Regions from separate parts of the Macaca fascicularis genome. Here region 2 is linked to region 1. Evidence: chromatin contacts called from public Hi-C data. All regions are on one chromosome and are shown on one strand. Each heading gives the region's core, a stretch centred on a gene start, on an enhancer-like site or on the middle of the called end of the contact. The rest is flanking DNA. Distances are from core to core; before and after follow the strand shown.

Region 1 (7,508 bases), core at 3,424-5,923:
ACTCAACAAACTAGGTGATTTCAGCAAAAAGAGTTTCTGTGATGTGTGTGTAGGTTCACACCTCTTCAGATAACCATATTTGACTGTATGATAGTCGCAGGGGTCACTTACTGCAGACGCATCACAGACCATGTGATGAAGAAGATGGCTTCCCAGTGGAGTTGCAAGGTGCCTCTGGGGGATGTGTTTTTAAATTGTCAACAGCTTTCACATGGTGTTTATATCCTTAGCTTTTGGCATTTGGGGGCATTCAGATGAGGTCATCCATTTGGGTCCATTTCCTGAGTGTTGATCTGTTTGCGACCCAGAGAACAGCGTCTTCTATTCTTAGAGAGAGCCTTCAAGCCTAAATGCTCCCTGCCTGGCTCCAGGCCCATGCCCCCTTCTTCCCCACCCACTTTCCCCAGAAAATTTTTGTTGTGGAAAATGACACATTCACAAATTGTGTTTCTTTCCTCACACCAAGCATATTCCCACACAAAGACAGATTCTGGAATGATCTCATGGATGACTCATGCCATTATCTGGCTGTTTGTAGGAGCTGCCTTTGGACAAAAGATTTGGCTATAAGCTACGTTAAGACCCCTTCCTTTTCTGCCAGTTGCCCTTGCAGGGGATGGCTTGTCGATGGAGTCCTGAGTGGGAGTGGGAAGGGACTTCTGGACTAAAAGCTGCTTTTGACTTGACTTTTTGTCCATCAACTGTGGACCCTGTTCCATTGTCTCTGAACTGTGGAGGCACCTTCTGCTGGATGCCAGCAAGCAGGCCTGGTTCAAGATGGCAGCTGCACTGTATCGGAACGGGTAACAAACGGGACTCTTAAGCTAAGAGGAAGACTTGTGTTGTCGACTTCCGGGGCATGTGTAATCTCTTAATTAAAATTTAGCTCACAAGTGGTATTTCCTTTCCTAATCCAGCTTTCAGGCTTTGCTTTAGGTGCAGGAAATCTCTAACTCTTTATTCGTTTTGAAGGGTCTGGAAATCCTGTTAATATTTAATTGACTTTTAAATTATTGACACATCAAAGTGTTCAACCTATTGTTGTCCTTTGAAGAGCTAGTGCCTAGTGGAGCTCCTGGCAGGTGTTCCAAGGTCTTGGGCTCAGAGCACCATTAGAGAAAGGATGGTGGAGAGACGTCAGAACTACTCCATCTTGGAAGCAGAAAGCCTTGGAACCTAGTTAATTGGATCACACTTTTTCCGTCTAGTTCCCGGGTGTTAGGTATTTAAGTCTTACGTCTTTTTTTAAAGAGTAATATTAGTTCATTGATCATGCTCCCTGAGGAAAGGGCCATAGCTTGAACTTCTTGTTATCTAATAGGGAATCTTGTTTTCCCATCAGAATCTATTCCATGCATTATGGCTCAGTGAGCAACTGGCTGGGCCTCTGCCAGGGAGCCACAGAAGAGGAAAGTAAAAATCATTTTGCCTTTTACAAAAGATGAAGTCCAGAGTTGGCCGTTTTATGATTAATAATGACCTAGGTGTTCCCCTTTTGCCCCAGGATATCTAGATTAGCCACCTGCTTTGATCAGAGGACTCCACAGCTGTGCATGTGTGCTTCGTGCTGAAGAAGCCAGAACTAAACAGAGGTCCAGGGGTTTCTAACAGTGAAATTACAGGCATTCAAGGAGAGCTGCGTTAAATTAATTTTGGTGCCATCCTATGAAGGATGAGTTTACACTCCCCAAATGAACCAACCTGTTTTTCTGCTCATTGCTTAAGGGTATAACTGCTGCTTGGCTGTGTCCCCAAATGCGCTTTCATCTCCTGTTTTCATCCCCGCCCCCCATCTTCTGAGTCCCTCCCTTGTACCCCCTCCAGTCACTCCCACTCACCTACCCCCATGGGCCAGTTTTAAATGTCAGCCTTTGTTAAAAAAAAAAATACGTATATATCTTTCTGCTGGATGTTCAGTGTGTTTGTTGCCTACAGCCTCTGCAGAAGTTCACAAACTTGCAGAGAATGTGAAGCAGCTCCTCTAGAGACACGTGCCTAAGTTGCAGCGCTACCCGGGACTGTGGAGAGAAGGAATCAACAACCTTGCATCGTCCACAGTTCCTTGCCAGTAGTTCAGTTAGGGTGTCTGTAGAAATGAGATCATTTCCTATAACCTAACGGTGTTCACCTCTGAGTAAAAGCTGTAGCATTTAAACCTAATACACACAATTTCAGACAATATTCATGTGTAGTATTTGAACTTACCTCTATGCCATTTTTAAAAGGAAGTGGAATATAAGTAAATAAGTAGGGCCAGGTGCGGTGGCTCACGCCTGCAACCCCAGCACTTTAGGAGGCTGAGGAGGGCGGATCAACTGAGTTCAGGGGTTCGAGACCAGCCTGGACAATGTGGTGAAACCCTGTCTCTACTAAAAACACAAAAAATTAGCCGGGCGTGATGGCGGGCGCCTGCAATCCCAGCTACTTGGGAGACTGAGGCAGGAGAATCACTTGAACCCGGGAGGCGGAGGTTGCAGTGAGCCGAGATCATGACACTGCACTCCAGCCTGGGCAACAAGAGTAAAACTCCATCTCAAAAATAAAAATTATTAAAAAATAGTATTTGAACGCTAGATGTGTCTGGGAAAAAATCTTCTGGCTTTTTCAAAGAAAGTGAAAACTTCAACTTCAGTTTGCTTTTAATTACTTTCAGCTGCAGTTCCACATGCCCTAGCTCTGTTTCCTGGTGCTGGAGGGTTAATGCTGGCATTTTAGCCAAATAGATATTTCTATTTTTATATACCATTTTAATGAGAATTCAGAACAATGATCTTAGAAAATACCAAGATTTCGTCACACTCCACTGGGACTTCTGCTTCACTCTTTTTCACTGGAGTTTTAAAAATATTCTTTTTGGGCGCATCTACACCATTCAGAGTTCCTTTCTGCATGCACCTCCAACTGTCTAGGCTTCCGAAAGAGAGGGACAGCAAAGACCATGGGTCTCGCTTGCTTTTTCTTTTTTTTTTTTTTTTTTTTTGAGACGGAGTCTCGCTCTGTCGCCCAGGCTGGAGTGCAGTGGCCGGATCTCAGCTCACTGCAAGCTCCGCCTCCCGGGTTTACGCCATTCTCCTGCCTCAGCCTCCCGAGTAGCTGGGACTACAGGCGCCCGCCACCTCGCCCGGCTAGTTTTTTGTATTTTTAGTAGAGACGGGGTGTCACCGTGTCAGCCAGGACTCGCCTGCTTTTCACTCACACATAAAGACTGAGCAGTTGCCTGAGCTCTTACGCTCTGTGGCACAATGTGAAACCGCTGTTTATGGGGGTCAGATATGATCAAGGAAGAGCAATTTCATGTTAATATCAGAAATATTCCAGCAACATTGATCAGAGCCCTAAACTAGTAAGAGTGAACCCAGAAAAGTTTGTCAGCCTCTTTGTGAAAGATCTATTTTTTAGATCCCAAGAGTCGTAACATATACAAATTCAAAAGCTATGAGAAGAAACCACATTGTTAGAAGTGGCTTAGATGAGATCTGTTTTGTTTGCTGTGGACGCTGACTATGTCCACGTCTGTACACGTGCACTCTTAATTCAAGCCCACCGAAATGGTAGCCCTGAAGTTAGCAATAACCTCTCCCTGAATCTGAGGGAGGAAAAGCGTGGAAAAGTTGCCCTCTGCCATCACAAAGCTGTCAATGTTCTGGAGCTGTGATGATATTTATTACTGTATCAGTGAAGTTTTGAAGTGTGAGTAGCTTTGGTGTATAAGAAATACCTCATTTCTTCTTTTTAAATCTACTTAATATGAACTATAAACCCCCCTTCTACAAGGCTGAGGGGAAATTGAGACTCACTTTTCACTGGGCACCCCTCCCTCCCCATCTCCAGTATTGTGCAAAGAGGGGCCTGGAACCTACTGTAATGCCTAGGATTGGGGGAACACACGCTGGTTATTGTTCCTTTGGTTGCCCTAGCACTGCCAAAACTCTGTCACACCTGCCCCGTGACCCCTCCAGGCAAAAAGATCTGCTGCTGTGTGCCAGCTGTGAGTGACGAATGTTTATCATGGCGGGGAGCCTGTTCTTGGGGTGCTGATGGTGTAGGGCATGGGCCCCCTTTGATTGTGGACCCCATGGTCATTTCCCTCCCAACTTAGGTGAATCCTGCACTGCTGCTCCATCTGCAGGGGCCTGTAATGTAAACATCCCCGGAGGCAATAGGCAGAAAATAGGCCACTCTTGGAAAGAAAACTGGGAGACCAAATCCAAGTCACTAAATATCTATGACTATATTATCTTGCCATAGGAACTTGTAAGAGTAGCAAAAGTCCTGCCAAAGAAGCACTGGGTCTTCGTAGTCACTAGCCACATGTGGCCATTTACATTTAAATTAATTAAAATTAAAGAAAATTAAAAATTCAGTTTCTCAGTCAACTGGTCACATTTCAAGCAGTTGCCACATGTAACCATCGTGTGGGACAAGGTAGATAAGGACCATCTCCGTCATCACAGGCGGTTCTGTTGCATGGCACTGGTCTGTAACGAGCCTCACGTGTCTCCAGTAGCAGTTAAGGGTGGCCCCACTATTCTTGCTTATTTTCTTGCTCGGCTTGGCCTTAGCAATTTAGAAAGCAGAATGACGTAAGTGGAAAGCCAGGGGGAAGTGGTGACTACAGTGAGTCACGTTGTTTCTCAAGGGACCAGTTCTGTGGGTAGGGTTGGTGGAGCCTTGCCCATCTCACGTGTGGTCCCAAGTGTCGCTGAGACGCTCGGACAATCCACTGGGTCTAAGAATCCCTGTTTCTTTAAATGGGTTTGGGTTTTATCTCATGGAATGGAATCTTGGACTTGAGCACATGACTCTCTTTTTTTGGTAGGGCTTCATTTCCTTTGGCGGAAGTGCCAAGAAGGGGAGTGTGGAAGAGGCACGACTGGTTTGGTTCTGCTAACTGATGTGTGATGTGCACATTTGGTGGCAGGCAGACAGTTGGCCAGGACAAGGCTGCCCCGGGGAAGGAGTGAGCCTGTGAGCAAATTGAAGACAGATGAAAAGGGGCACAGTGGAAAATCATACAGTTTCCTGCCATCTGTATGTACCAGCACCGGCGAGACGGCAAAGAGCCACACCAGTTCAGCTCAGTAAATAGGTCGTTACATATCAGACATTGTATAGACAGGATATGAAAATAGACTGAGACTCTGCCCCTGCCTGCAGCCAGCTCTCCATCTGAGAACCCTCTCAGTATAGGCTTATTGGAATTCTCCTTATTTCCCTTGGCCTACTCACTCCAAAAAGATACTCCCTACTTCTCTATTAATTTCAGTCCTAAGTAACATTCTCCATCTGGCAAAATGGAAACGAGGAAGGAGAAAATGATCTGGGAGTTGGCAATTTGGAGACCATGCTCGCTGGGTTTGGCTTTGGAAAAGTAGGAAGGCCGTGGAACTGAGCTGCTGGTCCTTGAATGAAAAGGAAGACACTGCTATTTTTGTCCTGCTCTGCATGTGGTCAGTCCCCTCCCTCCCTGCCCACCACAGGTATTTTTGCCTTATTGCCTTGTTCACGTTTTTGCTTTGTAGGCGCTTCCCTATGCCAGTGCCCCGATGCATTCATCATCTCCATCCGTAATTGCTTTAAGAAGCCTTTTAAGAATCGCCCTGGGTTGCCTGCGTAGCAGGTGCAGCAGTAGGGCAGACGGTCTTGTGGGTGTGAACAGAGTAGGTTGTTGGCTTTCGTCTGCATGACTTTAGTGTCACTTCTGAATGGGACTCCAGAGATGTTCTGAGGGTGGCACTACCATGGCCTCCCAGGAAGCCTGCTGTGGAAATGCAGCACTTACTGGGCACAGAAGGTCATGGGCATTTCTGTTAATCAGACTCCACATTACAGGTAGGATAAGGGAGCTGGCTCATTATGTAATGCCCAGAGACTAGGATGATGGCTTAACAGTCAGAGCATCCCTGCTTTTTTTCTACATTTGAGGATAGCTTTTTTTCCCTTCTCTTCTCGGCACTCGCTTGGCTCCCTCCTCTCTTCTTACCTGATGACTTTGTCTTTGGCTGGGAGCAATTTGCCCCTGCCTTATATTCATTCTTGCATAGGTTGTAGGAGATCGGCCCCTAAATGTGGTCCCTCCATCCAGGCCACACAGCAAGTATGCTGTGGGTCTGAGGTGGCTTTCACTAACAGGCACTGGGTGTCAGAGAGAACATGAAGACCTGGTCATTCTCAAACATGGCTGCAGTTTAGAATCGCCTGGGGAGTGTTTAGGACTCCCGATGTCCAGGTCACACCCCATGCCAACTGTCTGGGGGTGGGAGCCAGATAACAGTTTGTCAGAGATCCCCAGGCTTTTCTAATATGTGGCAAATTTTAAAAATTACTGTAGGGGAAGGGTGTGGTCCTTTGGGAAGTGAGCAGTTACACCTGAGCATAGTCACAGCGAGTCCGTCTTGCATCTCCACGGCAGTGTGATGTACTAGAAATGACACTGGATGAACTCTCCAGCCCACCATCCCAGTGACCTTGGCAATCTCACAAGGGCCTCAGTTTCCTCCTCTGTAAATTGGATCAAAATAGTAGTACCTTTCTCATAGCGTCTTCTTAAAGAACCAAAGAAATGATGTGTGAGTCTTAGGAAATAGGAAGGTACTAAATAAATGCTTGTTTGGCCAGGCACGATAGCTCACACCTCTAATCGCAGCACTTTAGAGGCCAAGACCGGAGGATGGCGCATGTCCAAGAGTTTGAGGCTACAGTGAGCCATGATCACACCACTGTACTCCATCCTGAGCAACAGAGCAAGACTTCGTCCCTGAATGAATGAATGAATGAATGAATGAATGAATGAATACTTGTTATTACTAGAGATTATTCTTTTATTAAAAGATACTCATTTTCTAGGTGGTCTGGCAAGGTAGTAGAGGTGACTACTGTGGCATTAATTCTTTCATCACCAGCAATACACCCAGTAGGTGTTTATGATAAGAATTCATTTCTCCTAAGAAAGGGGAGCAGCAAGGAGAGGTGGTCTCACACAACATTAGAAAGAACCCAGGCCGGGTGCTGTGGCTCACGCCTGTAATCCCAGCACTTTGGGAGGCCGAGGTGGGTGGATCACCTGAGGTCAGGAGTTTGAGACCATCCTGGCCAACATACTGAAACCCCTGTCTTTACTAAAAATACAAAAAAGTAGCCGGGCATGGTGGCGGGCGCCTGTAATCCCAGCTACTCAAAAGGCTGAGGCAGAAGAATCGCTTGAACCCGGGAGGCAGAAGTTGCAGTGAGCCGAGATCGTGCCATTGCACTCCAGCCTGGGCAATAAGAGTGAAATTCCGTCTCAAAACAAAACAAACAAACAAAAAACAGAAAGAAAGAAGCCAGCAGCTAGATTCCAGCAAACTGTGGTCCCACGGTGCTCAGGGAATGCTCTCTGGCCTCATGTTCACTGGCCGTCTCTAGGAACATAAGGGGCCTCGTGGAAGAGGGAGAGATGTCTGTAAACCATCAGCTTCATCTTCAGGCTTTCCGTTCAGTTGGATTTCATTTACGTCAAAGCGGTTGCA
Region 2 (7,219 bases), core at 749-3,248, 100 kb before region 1:
AAATTAGCCAGGTGTGGTGGTGGGTGCCTGTAGTCCTAGCTATTCGGGAGGCTGAGGCAGAGGGAATCGCTTGAGCCCAGGAGTTGAGTCTGCAGTGAGCTATGATCACACCACTGCACTCCAGCCTGGGTGACAAGCTAAAAGAATATATATACATATGTCTCTATAAAATACATGAAAATACAAAACAGATATCAAAAATTAAGTTTAACGTTATTTCCACAGAAGAGATTGTTAGTGATACCCCTCCTTTTTTTTTTTCTCTCCTCTTTGCTTATGTTCTCTGAAATTAACGTTTATCACTTTTGAATGAAGGAAAATATATTTTACAGGAACACTGTTGGAGTCTTTCACTTAACACTGCCTTCCAACCAGGCCAGTGGTCATGTAAATTAACTCGATTGTCATAAAAGGGCTTGGAAGTTTCAAGGTAGTTAGCCAAAATAATTAAAATCCTGGTGAAATTTCACAGAGCTGGCCATTGAGCTTTGACTTCACTGATATGAGGCTGCTGTAAATAGACTCCAGGCTCCAGGTTTTCAAAAGGCCTAAAAACAGTACAAAATAAAATATAACAACAATTGTTCATGTAAAGGGCCACGTGCCATCTCTGTCCTGAGCAAATGTAACCTGAAACTCTCTGGCACTCCAGGTTGGCGGCACCTCTCTGGACAGGGTGTATTTGCTCTCCATTACTCAATTTACTTTCCTGAGCTTGAAATGGAGTGGAATTTCAATGTAGAGTTACCCATTAGCTCCAGGGCTAAATTTAAACCTTTAATTAAATTAATCCGTTGATCTTAAACACGTTGCTTCTCCCTCAAAAGTGTAGCAGGTGTTTAATTCAGTGTGGCAATTGTTCCTTACTGCATTTGGTAAGTTGCCCACACCGCCTGGGGAAACCCGCACACGTTTTCAGATCCCTCCAGGTGAATCCCTTCACCCTGTCCCCACCCCCAACCAAAACAAGCATTCATTGCGGGTGGGGACTGCGACTCCTCCCAGATTCAGAGCTACTGCTCTGGGAGGTCTTCAGGAACCCGTATTTATAGAAGACATGGTAGGTGCCAAACGTGTGTTTATGATTAAACGACAGATAACTGTCCACATTGGTCCCAGTTTATGCGGGAGAAAGATCATAATCTACAAAAATTTGCAAGGTGACCAGGAGAAAAGAGTGTAAGGTCATTTTAGCCCACCTCGGTATTCACAGAAAATGGAGCATATTTCAGAGCCAAAGTAAAAAATTTGCGTTGGCCTTTGCTAAGAGAGAGATGAAAAGTGACAATACCATGGATTGGGAATGCGTGAATTCGTTGGTCACATGGAAGATGTTCGTGCTTCTGGGCTCTTACGCATCCCAAGGCGTGCATTTATCCCGGGGGCTGCATCTTGGCCTGGGAACGAATGAGACCCAACCGCAATGGTTGTTAGCGATAACTTTACGGTGGGACAGTCTCCATAGGGGCTGTAGACTTACCCGTGTTATTATGAATAAGGACCTATTTACTCCTCAGGGACCAACGGCCTTGCGGGGTCTAAGTAACTCGCTCTCAGTCTAAAACTCTGCAACGCTCCACATAACTGTCCTGTAGACCCACAACTCTCCCAGGAGCACAGCCCCAGGACCTAACCCACTGGGTTCTGCTCGCTCCCCCAATTCCCAGTGCGAGCGCGCGGGGGAAACGTGCTCGCCTCCCGCACCTGGCTTCCGCGCGCCCCGGGAGTCGCCAACCCCCCCAGCAAGCAGCTCGGACAACCCGGACAGCCGGGCCGATCCCCCGCCCCACCACCCGCTCGGCTCTCCCGTCCTCCTCTTCCTCCTCCTGCGGCCCCTCGCCTCCCGCCGCCTGCCTCTGCGGCCGCCGCCTGCGGCTTTGTTTTCCTCCCAGGTCGCATTCCCCACACGTGATTCCGTGTTATTGCAAAGAGCGCTTTGGAGCGCGAGCGCGGGGCGCGCGCACCTATAAATACGGACACCCGGCCCCGGAGCCCGCGAGCCAGCGGCGAGGCGACCGGCGGGCAGCCAGCCAGCGAGCCGAACGAGCCGAGCGAGTCAGCGAGGCGCGCGCGTGGGCCGGGGCGGCGGCGCCCCCAGCCAGAGCACCGAGGGGCGAGCATGGCCCGCCCGCGAGGGGGCTGGACCGCCGCGCACGCCGCCCGATCCCCGCGCCCTGCCCAGCCCGGGTCGCCGCCGCTCGCGCCCGCCGCTTAGCGCTCGGGCGCCGCTCGCTTCTCCGGGCATCGCGGAAATCCCGCCGCAGACGGACACAATGGCGGCGGCGGCCGCCACCACGGCCGCCTGCAGCAGCGGCAGCGCCGGCACCGACGCCGCGGGCGCCAGCGGATTGCAGCAGCCGCCGCCGCAGCCCCAGCCCGCGGCCGCCGCGCCGGCCCAGCCGCCGCCCGAACCCCCCCGGAAGCCGCGCGTGGACCCGCGGCGCCGCCAGGCTGCCCTCTCCTTCCTCACCAACATCTCGCTGGACGGCCGGCCGCCGCCGCAGGACGCGGAGTGGGGCGGCGGCGAGGAGGGCGGCGCGGCCAAGCCGGGCGCCGGCGGCGCCTGCGGCGGGAGGACTCGGTTCAGCCTGCTCGCCGCCGCCGAGCGGGGCGGCTGCATCGCGCTCGCAGCGCCGGGCACGCCGGCTGCGGGGTTGGCCGCTGGGTCCGGCCCTTGCCTCCCACAGCCCTCGTCGCTGCCGCCCTTAATCGCTGGCGGCCATGCGACCGTGTCCGGCCCCGGGGTGGCTCGGGGATTCGCGAGTCCCCTGGGCGCCGGCCGGGCGTCGGGGGAGCTGTGGCAGCCGCCCGGGCCGGCGCCTCTCGCCGCCTGTGCCCAACTGCAGCTGCTCGACGGGTCCGGGGGCGCCGGGCAGGAGGAGTTGGAGGAGGACGATGCCTTTACCGGCGTGCAGGTGCCGGCGGCCGCCTTTTTGGGCTCCGGGACCCCCGGCAGTGGGAGCGGCAGTCGGGGACGCCTCAACTCGTTCACTCAGGGAATCCTGCCCATCGTCTTCTCCAGACCGACTTCGCAGAACTACTGCTCCCTGGAGCAGCCAGGCCAGGGCGGCAGCACCAGCGCCTTCGAGCAGCTGCAGAGGTCCCGGTGAGTATCGGGGATGCGACGCGCACCCAACCCTGCGTCCCTCCCCGCGCCCGGCGCGTCCAGCCTGCCCGCGGTCTCTGGGTTACGGGCTACCGGTTGCTCCCATTTTCCCGCGCCCTGTGCTCCGGGCCCGAATCCCAAACCACGAGGGCACCCGAAAGAGGGGGCGTCCGCAGGGAGTGCTTGGTCACACGTGTGTGCACGAGCCCAGCACTCTGAGAGGAGCCCCGTGCTTGTGCAGTGGGTCGGGAGTTGCAGGAGCCCAGTAAAAAGCGGCGTCTTAGCCTCCCCGCACGGTATCACAAACTTCCTGAAACCCGGTCCAGACCCGGAGGCGCACTCCTCCCGCGCGGGGCGAGACTCGGCCGGGCGCAGAGTGGAGCAGTGCAGGCCGGCAGCTGAGCGGCGCTTGTGAGCCTGAACTTGTAGGAGACACGCGTGACCCTCCAGAGAAGTTATGCCTGCGCTCCAAGTCTTCCTGCGGCCCGGGGAAACTTGGCTTTTTCCATTTGCTTTCCTGAGAAATGGAAAGTCCTTCTTACATTCCCTTCAACTAGGCCTAGGGGGTGGGTAACAAAGAGGAAATAGGGCTTGACGGATTTTTTTCCTGTTCCAAGATGAATTCGCTTGAGTTCTTTAAACGCTTGTTTTACTTGTTTGTTAGCTGAAGTTATCTGGCGGCATTATGCATCTTAGCAAAAGCATGAAATGCTGGACGTTTGCTTATTGTTCAGGAAACAGAGTTTGTCACCATATATTCTAAGGGGCAGTCGGAGGTTGGGACTGTGTGAACTGAAGCTTGCAAAAGAAGTAGGCGGGAGCAGGTGGGGAGATGCAGATCCGTCCCCAGGGAGTGCCCTCCCTTGTTGGTTAATAAGGCCTCTTGTGAAGTTAGCAATAGCATAGACTCTACCTTGACGAAGTTGTCTTAACTTCCTGGGGCCTCAGTTATCCCTTCTGAGAAGGAATGCCTTTCTCTGCTAGAATTTCTCTCTCCTATCATGCTTATCTGAAAGCTTGATCTGGCCCAAGTAAGAAGGTGCCTGTGGGAAAACTTAACTTCCTCCCGCAATGGACAAATGGGGAAGAACAGGACCGCCTCATCCACAAGTTTGCTCCTAGTGTATGTACTTCTTCCTAAGTGGGTGAAATCATGAGGGTGCTAGTTACGTAGCCTCGCCGTTTCAGTGCACATAGCCCTCAAGCAGGGGTGTGGAGCCGGGGAAGCAGCCTCCTGAGTGCATGGATGAATTAGCGACACTGGGCACAGGTGACAGCCCTACTCCGGTGTTTCTTGTCAGAGCATGCATCTGCTCAGCAGCAGGTGAGTGCAGGGAGGTGGAATCCCTTGTTTCTGGGTGAGTCCTGCAAACTCAGCGGTTTCTTAGCTCAGTATTACCGCTTGACATCACACACTGGCTCATGATGACTCCAGAATTGCAGCCTAAGCCCAGCAGTCAAGAGGGTTATGACAGGAATTGTAATAAACATACATGTTATTTTAAGCCAGTGTGCAAAGCTGGCTTGTGTCTCCTGATGGACAGATGTGTCGTCCATGCTAAAGGCAGCTGGAGATCAGATTACCTCGCACGCTTTCTCCAAGAAACTCATTTCACGGGATATGGAGGATCTTGTGTGTTCACATTTCTGAACCAAAGAATATCCAGAACTACACCTCCAGTCCTATAAATATGAATCTTTTAGGCGTTTTATTGATCCTTTCCACCTTGACACACACATTAGGATGAGTTAATCACTGGAAGATGCTTCTTTACCTGACAGTCACTTTAGTCCTATTTCTGAATAATCCATATCTGGCAAGCTGATAGGCTTTTATAAAATTACAGCTGTGAATAGAAACAGCATAAAATTCCAGTACAAAGGGGAAAATAGGTTAAACTGATTTAAGAAAGGTGGAAAGGCTGGGTTAGCTGTGGAAAGGCTACAGACTTGAAATATCCTAGGACACTTTGATTCCAACACCCCGTGGCTTGCCTATCTCTAGAGTACTTCCACCTGCCTAGTCCAAGTGTGCTGAGAGCACAGACTCACTTGAATAAGGCCCAGGGCCAGCTTTTCTGGTTTGCATTTGTGGAAACCGTTCCTGGTGTGCCTCCTTGCTAGCCTGTGTGTTTCCATGTACATGTGACCTCACGGATGTTCTCCTGGGATGTTTTCAAATCAAATTGTATTTTCCTTGGATTCATTTCTTGCCATTAGAGGAATACCATAGCACGTTGTTCCTCCAAAATGTGGGCTTTGCACCTTCAACTTGACGGGGAGCAGTTAGAAATGCAGACTCTTCCCCTATTCCAGACTAAGTGAGTCCAGATCTGCATTTTAACAAGATCCTCAGGTGATTTGTATACACATTAAAGTTCCACAAGCGTTGCCACAGTGTATCTGAAATCTGCCCTTTTAAAAAAAATGAATTTGAGGTTTTATATATTGGGTTTGTTTCGGGTATATAAAAATTAGAATGTCGGGCCGGGTGCAATGGCTCATGCCTATAATCCCAGCACTTTTGGGAGGCCGAGGCGGGCAGATCACCTAAGGTCAGGAGTTCAAGACCAGCCTGGCCAACATGGTGAAACCTCATCTCTACTAAAAATACAAAAATTAGCTGGGTGTGGTGTTGCACTCCTGTAATCCCAGCTACTTGGGAGGCTGAGGCAGGAGAATCGCTTGAACCCAGGAAACGGAGGTTGCAGTGAGCCAAGATTGCACCATTGCATCCCAGCCTGGGCAACAAGAGTGAAACTCCATCTCAAAAAAAAATTAGAATGTTTCCCAATATGCAATCTTGAAACCCTTTCTTCTTGGTTACTTTCGTTGGAACACTTGTAAAACCAATCACAAATAATTGCTTGGACTTCCAAACTTTACAACACACAGGTAAGAAAATTTCTGTGTGCAAGCTTTGGCACGACAAGGTGCACAGTAAATGCTTGTGGATGCAGTGATTACACCACCTCTGTTCACTGGACTGGATTCTTGACATCTATTGTATTTAGCCCGCATAGTCACCCTGAGTATGGATTCTTTCACAGGTGAGGAGACCACAGGCTCAGAGAGGTAGTAATTTCTCAGACTGGCCCAGCTACTGAGAGGCACATAGGATAATCTGACTTAGTTGGGCCAGGATAGGAACCTGGATCATTGATGTCCAAGCTCTGCCACTCTACCATGTCACTATACCTTGCACACAATAGACCCAGAGATAATTTTTGAGCTGTTGGCTGTAAATGTTTGTCTCTTATACAACCGGCCAGTCATACTAGTGTAATTCAGCAGCCCCTTTCTTATCCTTCCAAATTTAGCCTCTTTGTTTGGATCCCCTAGCTTGATATTTCACCGTCTCTACTCTGTTGCAGTGTCCCGGGAACCCAGGACTGTGAGCCTGGGTTCCTCCCAGCCTCACGGACCAGACTCTAGCAGTAGGAAGCCCAACAGGCTAGGTTTGCTCTCAGGCTGCAGTGTCAAGAGGTGGGAAGCCGGCCGGGTGCTGTGGCTCAAGCCTGTAATCCCAGCACTTTGGGAGGCCGAGACGGGTGGATCACGAGGTCAGGAGATCGAGACCATCCTGGCTAACACGGTGAAACCCCGTCTCTACTAAAAATACAAAAAAGAAAAACTAGCCGGGCGAGGTGGGGGGCGCCTGTAGTCCTAGCTACTCGGGAGGCTGAGGCAGGAGAATGGCGTGAACCCGGGAGGCGGAGCTTGCAGTGAGCTGAGATCCGGCCACTGCACTTCAGCCTGGGCGACAGAGCGAGACTCCGTCTCAAAAAAAAAAAAAAAAAAAAAAAAGAGGTGGGAAGCCAAAAAGATGCCTCTTAGCTTCATGCCCTTTCGTGTTTCTCTGCTCTGGCAGTGAACGGTGCATCTGGAAGGTGTTAATAGGTGAAGGGAGTGTGAATTTATAAGGTATGCGTTAAGTCTTCCTTTCCCTTCAAAAACTTCCTTGCAGCCAGCAGCTGGCCTCAGCCCTGGCTTACTCCCTGGAGATTCTGGCTAGCGGACAGCTCCCCAGGAGGACATGAAGTTGAGCCCAGGTGAACGCTATGCGTGGTGACCAGGGACTATTTTTCTTTCTTTCGTTTTCTTTTTTGAGAT

Evidence for each region. Hi-C and Micro-C count contacts between places; a contact is called where the count stands out from the background.
Region 2: a contact with region 1 is called in a Hi-C map of skeletal muscle, with 3 times the contacts expected there. The contact joins the promoter of CABLES1 here to the enhancer-like site in region 1. A contact is called at or near these places in 2 of 2 Hi-C or Micro-C datasets (liver and skeletal muscle).

Annotation. Positions count from the first base shown.
Region 1 is chr18:66,513,961-66,521,468 of T2T-MFA8v1.1, reverse strand. All of the region lies in intron 3 of CABLES1 (Cdk5 and Abl enzyme substrate 1), which reads left to right. Among named protein-coding and RNA genes, the nearest start is that of CABLES1, 100 kb to the left of the region's middle. Within about 2 kb of position 4,673, at least 1 of the 6 cell types and tissues checked has an H3K27ac peak or open chromatin away from gene starts, as enhancers often do.
Region 2 is chr18:66,612,103-66,619,321 of T2T-MFA8v1.1, reverse strand. CABLES1 (Cdk5 and Abl enzyme substrate 1) reads left to right here and starts at 1,998. Exons shown (of 9, transcript XM_045377927.3): 1 at 1,998-3,106. The coding sequence starts at 2,274. LOC102128519 (a long non-coding RNA gene) reads right to left here and starts at 2,621. Exons shown (of 3, transcript XR_006693926.3): 1 at 2,471-2,621; 2 at 1,292-1,397; 3 at 139-548.